2 separate regions of the Mus musculus genome follow, and region 2 is linked to region 1. A link is a contact called in public HiChIP or PLAC-seq data. All regions are on one chromosome and are shown on one strand. The core of a region is the stretch at or near the end of the contact, and the rest is flanking DNA. Distances in the headings are between cores, read along the strand shown.

The links. HiChIP or PLAC-seq counts read pairs in DNA pulled down with a chosen protein or histone mark.
Region 2: a contact with region 1 is called in an HNF4G HiChIP or PLAC-seq map of pancreatic cancer cells. The contact joins the promoter of Homer2 here to the promoter of Sema4b in region 1. A contact is called at or near these places in 1 of 39 promoter capture datasets (liver) and 1 of 115 datasets of contacts at active chromatin or transcription factors (pancreatic cancer cells).

Annotation. Positions count from the first base shown.
Region 1 is chr7:80,196,426-80,199,875 of GRCm38.p6, reverse strand. Sema4b (sema domain, immunoglobulin domain (Ig), transmembrane domain (TM) and short cytoplasmic domain, (semaphorin) 4B) reads right to left here and starts at 1,288. Exons shown (of 14, transcript NM_001360135.2): 1 at 1,106-1,288. The coding sequence starts at 1,223.
Region 2 is chr7:81,704,876-81,708,210 of GRCm38.p6, reverse strand. Homer2 (homer scaffolding protein 2) reads left to right here and starts at 1,286. Exons shown (of 9, transcript NM_001164086.1): 1 at 1,286-1,452. The coding sequence starts at 1,448. It overlaps Gm32579 (a long non-coding RNA gene), which reads left to right. Exons shown (of 2, transcript XR_391652.2): 2 at 1-59.

The DNA of each region.
Region 1 (3,450 bases), core at 39-2,538:
CATGTGGGAACTAAGTGGCTGAGACAGGATTTGAACTTGAGCTACCAACAATGTTTTGGATAAGGGACTGAGATCCTGTTAGGGGCCTTAACTGAAGAGCTGATTCTATCCTTTTGCAAATGGGATGCTTTTAGGGGTGGGGATGCAAATATGGAGTAGGAAGTCTGGTAGAGTTTTAGTCTGTAACCTCTAATTTATGCACTAACTCACAGTGACAGTTTGCAATTTAGAGGGGTTTGGCCAAACATTGTCTGTTGGCACCTATGTGCCTGATGCCCTCCGAATGCACCAAGTTTTATGAATTTCCCAAGATGACTTTGCAAGGTATCTAAGCCTGAGGCGACTTTGCAGGGGAGGAAGCTGGAGTGCGGGCAGTAGGAAGTACTTACTGGGCTAAGTCCCTAGAATTCCAAACGTTGAGGTTCCCTGGAAAAGGTTCAGGGGCGATCAGACTAAGGGAAGTAAAGAATGAGTGGAGGATTGGAAACACAGGCAGCCAGGGGCAGCTGTAAACCACCAAAAAAGGAATGTGGCCCACCAGGGTGATACCCTCAGGCCCCTCTAGACAGGGTACAGATGGGTCTTCGCAATGTCAGTTTCCAAGTCCCTGTGTTTGGAGTAGGGGGTGAATTCTCCAGGTCGATCAGTCAGAGATGGGCCGGCAGGGAGGAAAGACCTGGCACCCACCCGCCAAACTCCAGGCTCTGCTGTGGCTGACTGAGAATATCATAAGCCCAGAGTTTATAGCACGGCCAGCAGCAGTGCCCTCAGCCCCGTGCCGTTGGTGGCTCCAAGGCTGACTCTGGTCAGCATCAAAGACAAGTAAATGAGTAGGCAGGATGGCTGGCACCTGAGGCCCCTAGTGCCGAGTGTGCTCCCTCCGAGCAAGAGCAGCTGCAACCGAGCAAGAAAGCGGCCCTCTCCAAGTCCAGATAGAAAATGGAAGAAAAGGGCTCTCAGCTCCCTAGCTTTCCCTCCTCTTTCGCTTTGACCACAACTGCTTTCCTGGTCCTAGTGGACCTCAACCTCTCCTTTGTCGTGGCCACCCCACCAAGCATCTCGTTGCCCGCGCTCCCCTCCTTCTGCCGCGCCCCATAGCACTTACCCAGCGGCACACTGATCCGGGGGCCGAGCGCCCGCGTAGTCGTCGTCCGCAGCAGCAGCAGTAGCAGCAGCAGCAGCAGCGCGCGCCGCAGGACAGCGGAGCGGCTCGCCCGGCCCATCGCGGCGCGTGGAGCTCGGACCGCAGCAGGCAGCGGCGTCCTCCTCCGGCTCAGGTTGCTCAAGTGGAATCGCAGGCTGGAGCCCCGCCCCGCGGTTCGGCCCGGAGTCCTTCCCTCGGCCTCCGCCTCTGGACCTGGGGGTGGGCGGCAGGGAAGGTGGTCACGTGGGCCGCCGCACCGTAGGCTCCCTCTGCCCAGTGCTGCGGGTGAAAGCCCCGCGCTCTCGCCGCAGGGAGGAGGGCGCGGAGCAGGAAGTCGACGGGTAGGCGGGCCTCCTAGCTGGTCCTTGCCCAGCTCTTTCCCCTTCCTCCTTCCTGGGCGCTGAAGTACGAGGGGCGCTGGATCGAGTCACCCGACTTGGGGCACTGGGGGGGAGGGGGAGCGGAGCAGAGCCTGGGGACCTGAAGCCCGGAGACCGAGGAGCTCGCAAAGCCGCACGGACCCGCCCTCCTTCCGGCTCCCGGGAACCCTGCCCCACATGCCCCCTACCTACCCCCACCCCCGCTCTGGGAGCTGTGCAGACTCTGAGACGGAGACTGGTAGCTTTCCAGTCTTACTTCCGCGAGAGGTCTATGCATGGTCTAGAATCTAGATACTCTGCTCGGTTGTCCATGCTTAGAATTCTGTCCACGCGAAGCCCGGGGCCGGCGCAGAATCAGTTCAAGTGGGATAATTAGGATTTCACGGACTGCACTGCCAAAGAGGCTAGACCTTCCCCCCCACAACCAGCACGTGGCTGAGCATAGGAAAGGATTCCCTAAGGCTGGAATGAGACGCCAGAGGTATCCACCCGCAGGTACCCCAATCTGAAGTCAATTTGGTGGAGCCACAGCAAAGGAATAGAGGGAAATAAAGAGGGGGAGATCAACAAAGACATCAAGGTTTTGGAAACCCGTTTCAGCTTTTCCTAGGTGAATGGATAAAATTAAAAACTTAAAAATATGTGTTCATTGTTCTTGTGGCAATGAAACCACTTCCCCCAGACTTTTCTGCAGTTGTCGAAGCTACACTGCACTCGCTGCTGCCCATGTGTGCCCATGTGGGCAGTTCCAGAGCCACATCTTTCTACTCTCCTCCCCACCCCCACAGGCAGGTGGCAGTCAGAGCAGACAAGCTCTTGGATGGTCTCAGGTCTTCTTTCTTACATCCAGACTTCCCCATGCTCCACAACTCCTGTACTGTCACCACCCTGACATCCTTCTACAGTCTCGTGTCTTTTCTCATATGCCACATGTCCAATTGCACTGGTTAACCCATCATCTGAAATGTACTGTTTCTGCTCTAACTGCTGCTTCCTTTCCTCCTGTTAATCTCTTCTCAAACACAGTAGACAGAGTCTACTCCACAAGCTGTGACCTCTGACCTGTGTGTTTGTGTGTGTAACATAAAATATATATGCAGGCAAAACACCAATGCACATGAAATAAATAGCACTTTAAATACTGTTTCAAGGTCAGGCCTGTAGCCCAGGCCTTTAATCCCATCAACCTGGGAGTCAGAAGCAGGAAGATCTCTTGAGTTTTACAGAGCCAGTTCCAGGACAGCAAGGCTACACAGAGATATCCTGTCTAAAAAAAAAAATTTTTTTTTACATGTATCTGTCAGTGTGAGGGTTTGAGACTCCCTGGAACTGGAGTTCCTGACTCCAGTTATGAAGATGCTGGGAGGGCTGGTGAGATGGCTCAGTGGGTAAGAGCACCCGACTGCTCTTCTGAAGGTCCTGAGTTCAAATCCCAGCAACCACATGGTGGCTCACAACCATCCATAACGAGATCTGACTCCCTCTTCTGGAGTGTCTGAAGACAGCTACAGTGTACTTACATATAATAAATAAATAAATAAATAAATAAATAAATAAAAGAAGATGCTGGGAATTGAACCCGGGGCCTCCAGAAGAGCAGCCAGCGCTCTTATTGCTGAGCCATCACTCCAGCCTCAGATTCATTTATCTTATCTGTCTGGCTGTCTTTATTTATGATACCAGGTTTCTCCGTGTAGTCTTGACTGTCCTGGAACTCCTGTAGACCAGGCTAGCCTTGAACTCACAAAAATCCTCCTTCCTCTGACCCCCACCCCCACCCCCCAAGTACTGGGACTAAAAGCATGTACCACCACTGCCCGGCTGAAAATAAATTTCTAAAGTCAGCTGGAAATGGTGGTATTTAATTCTAGCACTTGGCAGGTGAAGGGCGGGTAGGATCAGGAATCCAAGGCAGCCTCAGGTACA
Region 2 (3,335 bases), core at 37-2,536, 1.5 Mb before region 1:
CATCTTTCTAAGAGTTTGCAGGTGTGTCTGGAATATTAAACCAATAATTTTACACGAGATACTACTAACAGTAAGTGCAAGGAAGAAAAATGGACCGGAACAATGCCATCCACGGCCTTCGGTTAAGCCCCTAAGGGACGCGACAGTGTAACAGTGATCTGAAGCACATGTAGGAATGAAGGGGAAAAAAATCTTCCCAGACAGAAAGAAGAGCACGTGGGTAGGCTGAGAGAATGGCCAGCTGGCTGGAGTGCGGCGAGCAAGGGCAAAGTGAGAGGGCTGGAGGTGGTAGTGGACTGGCCAGGCTCATCCCAAGGACAGTGGGAGGGGAGCCTCAGATCAACTTGTATTTCAGAAATTACTGACCACCGTTTAGAAATGGGGTGGGTGCTCTTGTGAGGTGAAGGAGCTAGGTAGCTAGTCACAGTGGCCTGAAGGGAAATGAGGGCAGGGGCACGGTGGTGGCCCTATTCCAGTTGCTTGTCCTTGCCTTCTCCTCCCAGTCCCTGTCTGTCCAGAGATGCCAGGCTTGTGTGGGCAATGTGTGCTCAGCCGAAGACAATCCCGTGGAAGGCCCAGTGTGGGGTGATGGTTAGGTTGGCTCCAGTGCTGGCCTTTGGTAGGGAATCATAGCCAAGCTTAAGGAAGCCTCTCAAATTTTGCCAACTCGCTATGCTGAGGGTGTGCGTTTCTGTCTTTACCCAGGGAAGAGTTCAGGGAACCTGCTTTGGGCTACAGAATCCTCCTTGCCATCTTACCCTCCAGGATTTTAAGGCCACTCAGCCAGACAGGTGGGCAGGAAGACGAAGGTGGGCATTAAATGGGGTGGGGAGCAAATCGTGGTCCTGCCCATCTCAGACTCTGGAGACGTGAGATCTAATCTGAGACTGTGACCTTGGTCACATCATTTCTCCTCCCTGGGGGGCTTCGGTTCCCTCATCTGCAAACTAAAGGTGGCCAAAAAGTCCCTGCCAGCTGCGACTTCAAGTCCAGCAGGTGGGACATCCCGTCCGAGGCGCGGCGCCAAGCTTGGCAGGGCGCGCGGGTGCGGGGTCGACACAGGAGAGGAGGGGGCTGCTGGAAGAAGCGGCGACTGCGCGGCAGCGCGGGGGACGCTGCACACGCTGCCGCGCCCCCAGCTCCAGGCGGGCGGCGGCGGCCCGGGGGCCACGAGGTTACGTAAGGAGCGGGCGGGAGGGACCGGCGGCTCCGCCCGAGCGCGGCCGCCCAGCCCCCGGCCGCCCAGCCCCCGCCCTCCCGCCCGCCCGCGCCTGGCGGCGGCCCCGACACCGGCAGAGCAGCCGCGCAGCCGGCGGAATGGAACGGCGCCGGGGCTGAGCCGGGCGCACTCGGGCCGCCGCATGTGCCGCGCGGGGAGCAGCTGCCGAGCGGGCGGAGAGCGAACGCCAGGGGCCCCGTCGGAGCGGCCGCACGAGCAGCGCCGGAGATGGGGTGAGTGAGCTCGCGGAGCGCCCGCGAGGGGCTACGGGCCGCCGGTCGCGTGCTGCGGCGGGAGCTCGGGGCGCCCCCGGCCTGGGCGCGGACTTTGCGCCTGGAGCCCACGGCCCTTCCCGTCTCAGCCAGCCGGGCGCGGAGACACCTGGCGGGGACCCGCACCCGGGCTGGTCTCGGCGCCTCGGCCATTCCGCGGTCTCCTTGCCCCTAGCGCGAGCAACTCCAGGGCCTGGGTTTGTGAGTGTGAAAAGCAGTTTGCCTTTCTTCACGGCTGCATTTACAGCCAGCGACATAGAAATCGAAGTTTTCCTGGAAAGGAAACACACCCAATAATAACCCTTCAGCGTAGGAATAGTGGACTTGTAGGCAGCGTTGAGATGCGACAATCTGTTAGGCACCTAGGTGAGGCTCCAGATGCTTGGGAGGGAAGTTGGAGCACTCAGTTGAAGTGACTAATGCTCCTGAGTATATAAAGTAATTTTAAAAGCAGGATTGATTTCTCTTCGGCGTCTCTCCGAGCAGTAGGCGCTGTGAGTCAGGAGCCACTGTGCTAATAACACAGTAACTCTTTACATCTGCTCGCCGATGTGAGCGCACACTCATGGTGTTTCAGTCTCTATGCGAGATATGGTTTGTGTGCTTGCTCTCCACAAGAGGAAACTGAGGCCGGTTTAGTTGGGAGACTTCTCCCAGCTTGAACAGCTGATACATTTGTAAAAGGGGAATACTTAGTGTGTGGTTGCTCACCGGCAGAAGCTAGGCCACTGCCTGACTGGCCATGAGGATGGTTAAGGACATCAGAGGTCTGTCTTCTGCTGCTGAGCCCAGTGTTCTTCAAACAGCCTTTCATGGGGCCCAGAGGCCTCTGCTGTGTAGGTGGTCTAGAGAACTAGCTTCCCTTTGGGGATGGGTGCCATGGGAAGAGTCATGATCGCCCTGGTGGCCCCACCAGCCCCTATGGGGCAGTGGCTTTACTGTGCTTAGCTCCAGACAAGCCTCAGGAGTGGCTTTCTCCGTGGAGCTGGTAGAGTTTTGGAGGGAGCAGAGGCAAGCAAGGTAGAGCTCCGGGTAGGAGAGCAGATGGCTGTGGACGCCAAGATGGAACAAGGGGGACAGAGGGCCCATCGGAAGTTTGCTTAGGAATATTGATGCCTATCCAAGAGACTTATGTTGGACGACTGGGAGGCCAGAGATAGACAGTCATCCTACCCAGAAGGCAGATTTTTGTAACATTTTCAGCCATCTCTCAGCAGATATGAAAGAACTCATCTTTGAGCAGAAGGAATCTTTGAGACGCTCAGGTTTCATAGTTAAAAAACAAAAGCTTTGGGAAGGAGTTGGCACACGTGGAAGGTAAAAGGACCTGGTGATTTTAACTCTTCCTCTGCCCCTCCCCCTCGGGTGACACAAAACCAGTGAGCCTACTTGCAAATCAGAAACAAATACTGAAACTCTGGGGTTAAAATAGGTCTGTGGGAATGAAAACATTTACTCATAAAAGCTCAAAGAAAATTCCAGAAAATAATTTTTGTTTGTGTAAAAGCAGGGAGGAGTAGCTTGGGCATTTTGTTTAAACGCAGCACATGTCTTTCATGTCATTTTAACATCACTCAATAAATGGGTATTACTCACTTCTTGTAGCGAATGGCTGGTTTGTAGCTCTTACCTCTCCCTGCCATTTTACCATATATTTTCTTCTGTAGTTTATGTGACTGTACAAGCCATGGTTATAAACTGAGATGGGGCTAAAGGCTGGATAAATAGTTTAGACGGAGGAGGTGGATGGAGGGAGCCATTTTAATAAAAGATAGAACCACTGCCATCCTTTCTGGGAGTTGTACAGGATGAGCATGGGAGGGAAGCACCAACAAGAAGCAGCC